3 separate regions of the Zea mays genome follow, and regions 2 and 3 are each linked to region 1. The links are chromatin contacts, called in public Hi-C maps. All regions are on one chromosome and are shown on one strand. The core of a region is the stretch at or near the end of the contact, and the rest is flanking DNA. Distances in the headings are between cores, read along the strand shown. Region 1 holds the start of LOC100281832 (VQ motif family protein). Region 2 holds the start of LOC103646485 (digalactosyldiacylglycerol synthase 1, chloroplastic). Region 3 holds the start of LOC542371 (extensin).

Evidence for each region. Hi-C and Micro-C count contacts between places; a contact is called where the count stands out from the background.
Region 2: a Hi-C map of bundle sheath shows a contact between it and region 1, with 2.6 times the contacts expected there. The contact joins the promoter of LOC103646485 here to the promoter of LOC100281832 in region 1. A contact is called at or near these places in 2 of 25 Hi-C or Micro-C datasets (bundle sheath and leaf mesophyll).
Region 3: a contact with region 1 is called in a Hi-C map of bundle sheath, with 2.1 times the contacts expected there. The contact joins the promoter of LOC542371 here to the promoter of LOC100281832 in region 1. A contact is called at or near these places in 5 of 25 Hi-C or Micro-C datasets (bundle sheath, ear, leaf and 2 more).

The regions. Positions count from the first base shown.
Region 1 is chr2:56,975,139-56,979,373 of Zm-B73-REFERENCE-NAM-5.0, forward strand. LOC100281832 (VQ motif family protein) reads right to left here and starts at 1,976. Exons shown (of 1, transcript NM_001154752.2): 1 at 614-1,976. The coding sequence starts at 1,906. The coding sequence ends at 959.
Region 2 is chr2:57,367,392-57,371,626 of Zm-B73-REFERENCE-NAM-5.0, forward strand. LOC103646485 (digalactosyldiacylglycerol synthase 1, chloroplastic) reads right to left here and starts at 2,537. Exons shown (of 7, transcript XM_008671211.1): 1 at 1,615-2,537; 2 at 1,043-1,075. The coding sequence starts at 2,223.
Region 3 is chr2:56,708,265-56,712,499 of Zm-B73-REFERENCE-NAM-5.0, forward strand. LOC542371 (extensin) reads right to left here and starts at 1,821. Exons shown (of 2, transcript NM_001111947.2): 1 at 585-1,821; 2 at 55-417. The coding sequence starts at 1,752. The coding sequence ends at 634.

The DNA of each region.
Region 1 (4,235 bases), core at 726-3,225:
ACTTTGGTTGTTGGATCGTTGTCTTCATATGGTGTAATTATTTATCTATTTTGTACAGAACTCCGTTATATATTAATGAAGTGATATTCGTTTCTGTATCATGAGTCATCATATGTGTGAGACTTAATCCTATCACATTTGGTGATAAGTTCGCGCCCGTGTTTGGTGCCCCTAAAACCCGGGTGTGACAACAAGTTCGACACATCACATAAACATATAAATATCTATATTTGCCGTCGAAATATTCTTGGAGAGAAAAGATTCGACTTGATTAGGGATCCTCCATCACGAATCTAAGTCTATCCCAAGTCATATACTTATTAAATCTCTGGTTAACATTTTTAGATACAAAGTTTAAAAAATGAAAGTTTTTGTTTTCAAAAGGAATCTAGTAAGCAAATCTAATAAGTTTTAGATAAAACACCTTACTTGAAATTGAAGATGGACCCATGTTTGTTATATGAGGAAGTATCTTCTGACTTCTGTGCCCTTTTGTATTAGATGCATTAGTTGGCTTTAGATTTGGGGCGACAGCCCACGAGTAGGGACTGCAGGTTTGTGAGTTCGGTAACAACGCACCATGTCAGCATGACACAATGATAACAGCATCATCACCAAGCTAAAAGAATTAACAAATCATCCATTGAAGAAACAATAATCACTTCCTTGGCCTACACAAGGGGTGTAAATCCAGTGGAAAAGAAGAAATAAACAAGGGCCGCGCTGTCCGGCCGGCTGCTTCTAGTAGTCATTCATTCACTACTACTACTGCCACCTGAAAACTTTCAGCATTGCATCTGCACTAATCAAATAGCACCAGTTCCGGCCCCACCAACTCGCCCCCACCCGCCAGAAGAGAGTCATGTAGGGAAAGGGCGTGGAAAAATGCCGCAAAAGTTTCGGCCGCTGCTGCATCTGTCTTGGACGGAAGCGGCGCCGGCCGATGTGGGGCGGCGAGCTAAAGATCCGGCAGGCTGCCGAAGAACTCGGCGCACGTGGCCGGCGACGGCACGGTGGGCGTGGCGAGCAGGTTGCGGGGGCTGGGGACGAACGGGTCGGAGTAGTAGGCCGGCGGCGGCGGCTGCCGGGACCCGCCGTTGGCCGTGGCGCCTGGGCCAGCGGCGCCGACGCTGGCCGTGGACGCTGCCCGGAGGATGGGGCTGAGCTCGTTGAGCCAGCTGACGCTGCTGGGGTCGAAGGGCAGCGGCGAGAACAGGCCCGACGCGGCGGCCGGCGGCAGCGAGGACGGCAGCGGGGACAGGATGCCGGGGTGCCTCGCGGGGCCGAGCACCGCCGCGAGGGTGCCGTCGGCGGCGTAGTCCGGCGCCGGCGCCGGCGCGGGCACGGGGCGCACGGACCGCTCGATGGTCGCGAGGCGCGCGGCCGGGGACATGGCGGCGGACGGCGAGAGCAGCAGCTCGGGGGGGAGGAACGCCTGCCCCAGCACGCCGCCGCCGTTGGCGGTGGCGTCGTCGTCAGCCACGTGGCGCTCGTGCTGCGCCTGCGCGCCGGGGCCCGTGAGCCGCTGCACGAGCGCCATGAATTCGCTGGGCTTGGCGTGGATGACCTTGGGCGACGCGTCGTAGATGATGACGGGCGCGCGCCCGGGCTGCGGGTGGTGGTGGTGGTGGTCCCGCGGCCTCCCCTGCCCGGGCGCCGGCGGAGCCCCCGAGGCCGAGGGCTTCTTGATGGCGTGCGACTCCATCCTGACGTTGAGCCTGGGCGGGCGCGGGCCCTGCAGCTGCCGGCGCGGCGTGGTGGGGCGCCCCGACGACGACGGCGGGTCCATCGGCCCCTGCGCCCGGTGCAGGTGCTCCGTGTCGGCGGCGGCGGCGTGGGCGTGGACGTGGCCGTGGTGGAGGAAGGGGGAGCGGGAGTCGGGCCGGGAATGGGAGTGGTTCAACATGAGCGAAGGCGCAAGGGGGCGGGAGCGGGAGGAGTGCGTGTGAGCTGAGCTCCGCCTCCAAAAATCCGCAGGCAGAGGCGAGGGAGGCCAAGTCAAAGGGACGTGTGGGTTTTACGGCGGCAGGGAGGGAGCGCGGTGCTTTTTTATTTTTATTTTTTACGGACGGCAGCTGCCAGCTGCAGCGGCACTCACTTGGGCAGTGGACTCGGCTCGCCTCCGCGTGGCCGGGCCGGTGCAATTTTCTATACGCCGGAAGTGGTATCACGCGCGGGACGGCGGAGAACTCGTCCTGCCCTGCGGACTCCATTTGGAAGCGTCCGGTTCCGCTCTGCCTTTCATGGTTTTGTGTGTTTGCGCTGCCTGTCCGACTGGCATGCCAGCAACGCAAGGCCGTGCAATAGGATTATATATATACTAGGTTTGTGCCCGTGCGTTGCCACAGAATTTAAACATTAGTATAAAATATAAATACAGAACGAAAATATCTTTATGATATGCAAAATCTGTGTGGCAAAAATATCATCGTAACACTAATATTATGTAACCTAATATTATATTGACGATATAAATATGTAATACTGTTATAAATATATCGACTCAGATAAAGTAAACTGATGTCTATTATTTATACGCGCTTTCTGCTGCGTCGTCGGTGGCATTATTGCATACTTAAGCATGCACAGAGGCTCACTTCATTGGTTTGTAACCATTGATAAGTGGCAAATGGAGGATGGATATAGAAGAAATAGTAGCATAGACAAAATAGGCAAAAACATTTAGCAAGTATATATAATACATAGATACTACATCACATTTACGATATATATATAGTTTAAATAAATTAGTTATTGAAACTCATTCTAAATCTTTAGAGCAATATTAATTATGAAGATAAGTCGACATAGTTCAGTTATAAAGATTTAAATACTAACTCAAATGTAAAGGATATAGAACGCACTGCCTCCTTCCCTGACGACTTCGACATCCAATCCGCTCACTCTCAAGATCATATTCCCATTAGCATTGTGCATGATGAATGTTCATAGCCGATTGCTTCCTTTGTTAGAATTGTTAAATAAATGTGTTAATGTGCTTGATGAATGTTCACATTTGATTCCTTGTCAAAACTGTTAAATAACATGTTTTAGTTAGTAAAGGCTACATATAAATGACATGTAAATGAATGTCATCTAAAGGCATCGTTTACTTCTCTATAACATGGTACACAAATTAAATATGGCGCTTTTCTGCTTGGTCGATAAAAAATAGGAGTCTGACAGAATAAAATACACATAACAAGCTTAATCTTATAACTGAATGGAGGATTGTAGTATACAATACACATAACAAGCTTAATCTTATAACTGAATGGAGGATTGTACTGTATACTGGCCAACTCACCTGGTCGGATATCATCTAAGATTGTGTTACGATTTAAAGATAGAGGCTGCCATAGCCATAACGGTGCGAACACGAAGAAACGCTTCAGGTATGAAGAAAATAATCAAATATACTGAACAACAAAAAATCTGAAGTGTTCTATAGATAAATTTCTTTTATAAGGCTGTCTTCACAACGTCACTACACGTACATTGTAACATTGCATAACAACATGGAAATGACAAATAGTAGCTTACGACGGGATTTGAAAAGTCATCTGCTAACCTCTCTTGGTTCTACTATTCCTACTACATGAGATGCTAAAATGCAGTCTTCCGCACGAAGCATCTTACAAGGCGATGACTAACACCTGCAATCATATACAGAAGTATAGAATTGGCTCCTTCCTGCAGCGGCACTGTTGCCAGCTTCGAGCCTTCTTCACGTCAGAGGAAGCCGTCCGGCCAGGCCCCAAGGCTATCCAGTGGTTCGAAGATGTCTTGTGGATGGCAAGTTGGCAACACAAACTCATGAGCGTTTTACTTTTACCTCGACAAGACAATCTCGCGGTCATGCCATTTTACAGTAAGTGAACAAGCTGTGAATGGAAGAGTATTATTCAGGTCAAGTAGCCCATGAAACAGGTCCGTGCTAGGACCATCGATAGGCAGAGATGTGTCAAGTCCTATATCCAGAAGTGTACAAACATAGTTTAAACTCACACATAAGCTATGGCTGGGGTTACCAGCTTACAAGATTCGCACAACCAAAAGAACATGAAACTAACTGAATATGAAACAAAACTTCTTTAAGGGAAGCAAACTTGAGGAAAATCCTTGGGGCGTTAAGCTTGATCGGACCAGAGTGGGGATTCAAATTCTAGAGCCTAATCAATAGTAGCATAAACTACCAAAGTGGTGAAATATAACATTAGAACAAAGAAAACATA
Region 2 (4,235 bases), core at 1,287-3,786, 390 kb after region 1:
CCAAAAGCCCCGAGAAAAGGTCTGCTTTTGTAAAGGCTTGAAAGCTACCTGTACTAAAAATAAAGAACTCACTGTTTACAAATTTGAAGGCATTTTGGCTCCATTGACATCTTATGCAAACAATATTTGGCTATTTGCAAGTTAATTATGACAACCCTGCTTAGTAAGCATCAATACTTTATATGGCATCATTGTTTCCTGGAGCCGGTTACGTTACTGTTGGCGCCGATCCGGGCACTAAACACTGGAAATGAACCGCCTGGCGGGGCTCTCTGCAGAGGTGTGGACGGTCCGTGGCACAGGGCAAGAGGGTCCACGACTTGACGCAGGAGCGACTCTCCTCTGCGTACGTCCGGACGGTCCGCGTCTGGGGCTCGGACGGTCCGCGATGGCGCAGAGGGTCTTCTTCTCGCAGCAGACCTAGATCTCGCCTCCCGGGAGAGACCCCGTCGGGAAGGAGAGATCCTAGGGCATGTCTTGGCGTCGGCAGGCCACTCAAGACGCCTCTAGTCGACGTAGAGCCGAAGAGAGGTGAGGATTTGAAGTAGAGGGAGACTAAACTAGGGCTAAACTAGAACTACTCCTAATGCATAAGGTAAAAATGATAAATAGACTTGATTTGATCGATTGTGTGGGATTCAATCGGCCGTAGCACTTCATCTATATAAAGGGGAAGGTCTGGACCCGTTACAAGTCGTTTCCCGAGTTAATCCCACAAATATAGCTAACAAATCCCGCAAGAAACTCGAAAGCCTAACTGATTCTGCGCACGCGCGGACCGTCCGCGTCACCACCGCAGACCGTCCGCGCGGTCACTTTTCTGCGTTGAACAGTTACAAAACCAAATTATGTCCTCAAAGTACTGCAGGTATATCTAGTATAAGCTTGCAGTTTGCAAAAATGATATAATCTATGCAAATGGAATCTAGTTACGTCAGAATAAGGAAAAGGGAAAATGTATCCAAATTCAACCATTAGCTGTTCTATATCTGCAACACAAACAATATTTCCAGCTGTTATCCATTGTTTCCTATGGAATTACCTTGGATTCCTGATAGCCCTTGTTCAGTGATTTCTGCAAGAGAAGAAAAGGATTCATATTAGTCTGTAATACTTTCATCAACAGCAGACAACAACTCTAGCATAGTGTACTCAATAACTCGATAGCATCATTTATTGTTCAAGACCAAATTGCTGACAAAATTCACCAAATACTTGTATGCTAACAAAACAGTTGAACTATAAGATTTTGTACTCTGCTAATAAAGTGATCGCTAAGCTAAAGAGTACCCCATGATGATTTTTCAGTAACATTTTTTAAATATACTATCTGGATGGATGCTTATAGAAAACCTTACAATGCAGAAATAAATGCCTACACAAACAGTGTGCTAGAGCTAGACAGCTAGTACTGATAAATTATGAATAAACTGAAATGTGTAGTGTAACAACGTCAAGAGATTAGCACAGAAATCCCTAAGATTTTCTTGCTGTGGATGCCAATGTTTTGCTGCTGAAGCGCTGTTTGTCACTCCATTCCAATTTTCAAAATAAGTGATAGAACAAGCGCGAGTGCAGCATCCTATTAAACAAATAGCTACGGTTGAAACTTACCATGCCGAACCTAAATTTCTCCACAAACTCGCCACGGCCACGGAATCCAGCAAATATGCCGCTGGACAGGCTCCGGCGCTCGAACTCCTTGAGGCCGCTCTGTATCACCCGAACCACCTCCCACTCCTTCCTCCCCTCCTCGTCCTGGTCCCCCTTCCGCCGCGCGACCCTCCACCTACCGCCGCGGTCCCCTTCCGCCACAATGGCGTTGCGAATGGCGGTGATCCCCGAGAGGTCGATGCGGAGGCTGCTGGCGCCTGGGGCGGGGGCGGCCCCGGGCGGCCACCGGGCGTCGGGCGCCCGCGACGAGCAGTGCCTCCGGAGCTCCTGGATCTTGGGCTGGATCCGCCTGCGCACGAACTCGACCTCCGCGATGGGCGCCCCCGTCGCGACGGGCGGCAGCGGGGGCGCGGGCCCCGTGAGCGCCGACGCCGCGGACGCGAGGAGGTGCTCGAGCTCGCGGTCGGCGCGCGCGCGCACGGAGTCCGCGCGCGCGCGCATCAGGCGCAGGTCAGCGGACGCCGAGTCCCGCACCTCGCGCCACCCCTTGGAGATGAAGGCGAATGCGCCGCCTCCGTCGGCCGGCGGCGTCTCTTCCTTGCCCATCATTACTATTATCCGGTGGAGGGCGGGCTTGCCGCGCTTGCGCGAGCGCGAGGGCTGAGCTGGGTGTCAAATGCTTCGTTGGTTCTAGAAGCGCGTAGGAGGTGCGAGTCGCGCGTGGGAAAGTTGAGGCGCGAGATGGTTCGGACTTCGGCGGGGAAGAAAGACGAGGAAGGCGACGGCGGTGTCCGGTGGGGCCCGGACGGGGCGACGCGCTGCTCGTGGCTCGTGTGATTCCGGCGGGCGAGGCCCGGTGTCAGGGAGGGAGGGAGGGTGGTGACAATAGGAATCGTGGGTCCGGGGGAGATCTTGATATGTGGTGGAGCGGTGACTTCACTTGGCATTGGCAGTGTTTGGTCGACGTGGACCCCCGGATTCGGAGCGAATATGCGCGTGGGTGCCGAGCCGCGGTTTGCGGGCTTGCGCTTGCCTGTTGTCTTTCGTCGCTTGGCATTTTTCCGTATATAGTTTTCTTTTCTTTTTGAGAATATAAAGGTGATCACATTTTTTTTCTTCGTTTCTGTATGTATTTATTATAATGAAGATTTTCATATTTGTATAATTTTCTGAACTGCATTATTCTTTTCTCGTGGGTCATGGACATGTTTCTCTGTCTGGGCGTCTGATAAGTCACGCAAACAACTAGTGCAAGCGTCTTCCTACTGTTTATATGAAGAAAACAACAAATCGTATGCGACGGGAAGCATGCACTGAACGAACATAACTGACTGGACTGGAGAAGAAAACGCGGTGGCTGGCAAACAAAGAGTCGCGGCCCAGACCACGGTTTCGGTGGCGAGCCCATCTTGTGCTGCTTCCCGCTAGGCTGCTGGTGAGGTTGGCCTGCTTGGCCCGTGTGTTGTTGCTGAATGCAGCGCTATAAACAATGGGCCTCATTTCTGGCTCGTAACCGAACAGAGCACAATTGGCTGGGCTTCTAAGCCGCTTTCTCTGTACCGGAGCGGCAAAAGCGCGCACACACAATAAAGGTCTTTCTCCCACTCTATGCACCTAGAGTTGGCGAGGTAAGCCGTGCGAACTGGCTCACTCTTTTCACGAGCCAAAATAAGAATAGCTCGACTCGCTATGGCTTGATCAAGTAAATCAGGTCTTTCCTCTGACGAGCCTGAAAAATCAGCTCAGTTTGACTCGCTTCTGCTTCACGAGCCAGCTCATCGAGCCAACGAGGCTAACCATAAATATGAACTTACTCTCTAAATTATACTAGTCGGTTGCCCGTGCGTTACGACGACCTATAACAATACTCACGTAAACTATTCAAAAAAAAGATCTCAAAATTTTTTATTGATTGTCTTCGCTCTCTGTATAATATTTTTTGATTTAGCTAACTGATGTTATTGTTTACTCCATGCAATATATCTTGGTACAACACGATCAATAAAGTGAGCGATTAGAAAAGAGTTCACAACGACTGACTGAACGAACAGAGATTATAAAACGGTATAATTCCACCATACAGAGACCAAATAAGAAAAAGTTTGTGAGCTCAAGTTTCTAAAATAAGTCACATGAAGTCAAACTGATAAAAAGATAGATCAAAATGTGGAGTGATTGCTAAAGTCAGGCATAAATAAAAACTGGATGCGCTCCATATAAATTATGCTACTTCGTAGCAATTACTAACGTTTTAAACCAACAAATAACCTTTCATTTTACTGTTAGTGTGACAAATCATTGTTGCTCCATCCAATTCAGCAACCTCAAACACCATGTAGTCCATTGTGCCAATATGATTTCAGAAACGACCTAATGCTTGCAAGAGCCAAGAACGTCGTGCCGTGCTTGGCTGTAGCCTCGGCCCATAGTGGTGGCCCGACCTGACACGATTATATTTTTTTATTTTACAAAAAAGTATATACATATATACAATTTATATTCAATATTAAAAATATCTGCGGATGATGTTCTACTGGTTAGACAGCTTCACCCAGTGTATCTCGCCCTTCTTCCATTAGGGCATGGGTTACGACCTAATGCTTGCAAGAGCCAAGAACGTC
Region 3 (4,235 bases), core at 571-3,070, 270 kb before region 1:
TTCAGTCTTTTTACTGTCGTCACGTCACGTCACCGAATGAAAGGGGTACGGTAGTAAGTGTAAACAGTAGAAGCCTTTTTTCCTTGCATTTTTTCCACATTTATTATGGTTTTACACCCAATATAGTTGCAATACCATTACATACCCGCACAATACACCTGCTGCTGCTGCTAAACACATGGGACGAACACACAGTAGAGACTATAAATTAAACGGCCGGGACGGCAGAAGACAGAGGCCGGGAGCACAGAGCTCTGCGTTATTCTCTCCTCGATCGTCTAGCGGGGACGGATGGATGGCAGCACACAAAGAGGGTAGTAGTAGGACTAGGGCGTAGGACTCGCCTCTCATCATCATCATCAGCAGGTCACCTTTGCCGGCTGGCTAGGACACAATTCTTCCATCGATCGAGACCACCTGTCCCAACACAAAAGAAAAGGAGAGCCTATGGTTAGTGCCAGACTATGCCAGGAGATCAGTATGATACTGACGATACATTTGACACAAGCATACTAAATGTATGTAGTGTGCATGCATATTGCATGCTCCATTCTTGTACCGTTGTACGTAGTATTAGTACGTACCTAAATGCTCCAGAGACTGACAGCAGTGTGGTATGGTAGGCATCGGTTTCTAGTAGTAAGGTGGCGGCGGGCTGGGGGTGTGAGACACCGGCGGCGTCGGAGTGTAGGTGGGCGGCTTGGTGGCCGGCGGCTTCGGTGTGGGAGTGTACGTCGGTGGGGTCGGCTTGGGCGTGGGAGGCTTGGTAGCCGGTGGCTTGGGGCTTGGAGTGTACGTCGGTGGGGTCGGCTTGGGTGTCGGAGGCTTGGGGGAAGGCGTGTACGTCGGCGGGGTCGGCTTAGGTGTCGGAGGCTTTGGGGAAGGGGTGTACGTCGGTGGGGTCGGCTTGGGCGTCGGGTGTGTGGGAGGCTTGGGGCTTGGAGTGTACGTCGGCGGGGTCGGCTTGGGCGTCGGAGGCTTGGGGGAAGGGGTGTACGTCGGCGGGGTCGGCTTGGGTGTCGGAGGCTTGGGAGAAGGGGTGTACGTCGGCGGGGTCGGCTTGGGCGTGGGAGGCTTGGTAGCCGGTGGCTTGGGGCTTGGAGTGTACGTAGGCGGGGTCGGCTTAGGTGTCGGAGGTTTGGGGGAAGGGGTGTACGTCGGTGGGGTCGGCTTGGGCGTCGGAGGCTTGGTAGCCGGTGGCTTGGGGCTTGGAGTGTACGTAGGCGGGGTCGGCTTAGGTGTCGGAGGCTTGGGAGAAGGGGTGTACGTCGGCGGGGTCGGCTTGGGCGTGGGAGGCTTGCTAGCCGGTGGCTTGGGGCTTGGAGTGTACGTCGGCGGGGTCGGCTTAGGTGTCGGAGGTTTGGGGGAAGGGGTGTACGTCGGAGGAGTGGGAGTGGGTTTGTGGGGCGTAGGGGCGGGAGTGTATGTGGGTGGCGTCGGCTTGGGGGGCGTCGGGGTGGGAGTGTACGTCGGCGGCGTGGGTTTGGGGCTCGGGGTGTACGTGGGCGGCGTCGGCTTGTGCTCCTTGGGCGGCTTCTCCGGCTTGGGCCCGTGCTCCTTGGGCGGCTTGTGCTCCTTTGGCGGCTTCTCCGGCTTGGGCCCCTTGGTGGGGGGCTTCTCCGGCTTCGGGGTCGGGGTGGCCGGCGTCGGCGTCGGGGTGTACCCGTACCCGGCGTCGGCCTGGATCTCCACGGCCAGGCTCACGGCCACCAGGGCCAGCAGCAGAGCAGCCCTGCCGCTGCCACCCATCATCCTCTCTCTCTCACACACTCTCAGTAACTGCAAGCTCTTCTGGTTGGCTCTAGCTGGCCAATGGCGCAGTGGTGGTCTGAGGAGAGACGCTCACCCTGCCACTGCTTATATACACGGAGGAAGGGGTGGGGTGGGGGCCTCGGATGCCCTCTGGGCTCTCGTGACGCCCTTCGACGGAGAGGAGGAGGAGAGAGAGAGGGCACTGCGGCGAGAGAGAGGCATTCAGGCAAGCCATGTGGGGGCAGCACGGGAGGCTTCCCCGATGGTCACTCGCTTCGCTTGCATTGGGGTTCACCGGCACCGCTCACTGGTCCAGCACGGGCCAGTCTGAACCTGCATGTTGACGAATGGAATGGATAGAGCCGGGCGGGCACTTGGTGGAGCAGGTGGATTTACATCGTTTGCATCTACAAGTAGTTCCCACAATACTCACGTTATTGTGTGCATTCACTCCGCCTTGCACTGAAGTAGCAGAGAGTGAGACCTGTACACAAGAAGAGCCGCCATGTGCTGCTCGCCGAGATCAAACGACGTGGATCGATCAAGCTGAACGGCAGATCAGATAACGATCCGCTGGGAAAGATAATACTACTACCTTCGCCTATGAATAAATTAGATTTATAGAGTTATTATGGCATGTACAACATCATTTAATATGAACTCTCTCGAGAGATCTACCTTCTCGGCTAGATTCGTCGTCTCTTTGACCGGATCGCCGTCTGGATCCGTCAATGTCGAGGCCTTTCTGGTCGGATCCATCGTTACCCCTTCTATTACGCCACAGGCGCGGCTAACATTACTGGTGCAGACGTGTGCGCTGCCGCCGGCCTCTGAATAAATTAGATTTATAAAGTTATCGATCAAGCTGAACGGCAGATCAGATAACTATCCGTTGGGAAAGATAATACTACTACCTTGCCTCTGAATAAATTAGATTTATAAAGTTATTAGGGCATGTACAACCTCATTTAATATAGAGTCTACCTTCCCAGCTAGATCCGTCGTCTATTTAACCGGATCGCCGTCTTGCCGGTTGGATCCGTCGATGTCGTGGCCTTCCTGGCCGGATCCATCATTACCCCTTCTATTCCATCGCGAGCGCGGCCACCATAACGGTGCAGACGCGTGCGCTGCCGCGGGGCTCCTCGACGTCCAGACGATCGAAGAAGCAAGAAGGTCACCCTGGTGCTAATTTTTATGTCGCCCAGCCGATCGTTGACGCTTGAACATCGACCCCTACCAAAGAATAGGCTACTGCTGCGTGTCTCCCGACCACGACCACCTCGACTTCGGCTATCTCGGCATCCAGGGGCTATCATTTCCTCGAAGTCCACACATCGGCAACATTCACACCCTCATCACGCTACGATTGCAGGGGTATCAACTCGTCGGCTTCTACCTTCGGCTTCTACTACAGTCTCATCGTGTGTGGTGCCCCCGTTGCGACTGCTGAAGGATGTTAGACTGTATGTGGAGGGGCGGGCACCACTGTTGGGCTACCGACCCATTAGGATTAGGGCTATGCAATATAATAAATCAATCGCTTCACAGTCCAACATTATCCTGTTAACTTTGAGATTCAGATTTATTTTTTTAACGGTGGAATTGTTCCAAAGTTGCCTTTTTTTCAAATGTTTTTTTCTTTTTTTTCATTATGATGGCATGCATAAGGGGAAAGTGGAACAATGTGTTCGACCTGAGATACAAGCAGTGAATTAATGAATCGAGAGATCTGGTTGGATCTGAACAAGACACTTGCCTTTAGGAATAGTAGTAGATCACCAGAGCGCTTAAGAACGAGGGCCCAGCTAATTAGATGCATTGCTACGCTTGTGTGCATTTCGGCTCTTGATTTTTTACCTTTACCCAGAGCATTTCACCGTGTTCTGCAACATGAGAAAAGCTGCAGAAATTTTGGGGGTACTGCAGCACTGACACCCACCCACTCATTCTGCAAGGAGCTGATGTAAAAAGGGCTTAAGGCCAGGGACGAACGAACACAAGTATACGCGGTTGCGCAGAAAGGAAATGGGGGAGGACGTTGCCCCCCACAAGGCCACAAGTGGCTGACGACGAGGGGCATGTGCGTTCATCTGAGCAAAGGCATTTTTGGGTCGTCGCTGAAAACTGAAAAAGGCTGGGACGCTTGTCTTCTTTCTTCCCTCCTCCGGTCCATCCGTCCGCCCGCCCGCTGAACCGAACGTCCAAGCCAAACCGCAGGAAAACAGGCGAGACCGATCACCATTTCCGCGGAAATCGAGATCGAGATGCTCCTCCTCTTCCTCCAGTCCTCCTGATGTCCAGCTCGTCTTTATTGGCGTGGCCACACTGGGCACGCGCAAACACCGCCCGGGAAAACGCCCGGCCGGCTGGCAGCCAGCGCTAGCTGGAATTTGTTTGGCGGACACACACCGGCCATCAGTAAGTACTTCCAGAACCAAAATATCCGCGGGTGAACTGCGTCGTCCTGTCGGTGGGAATCG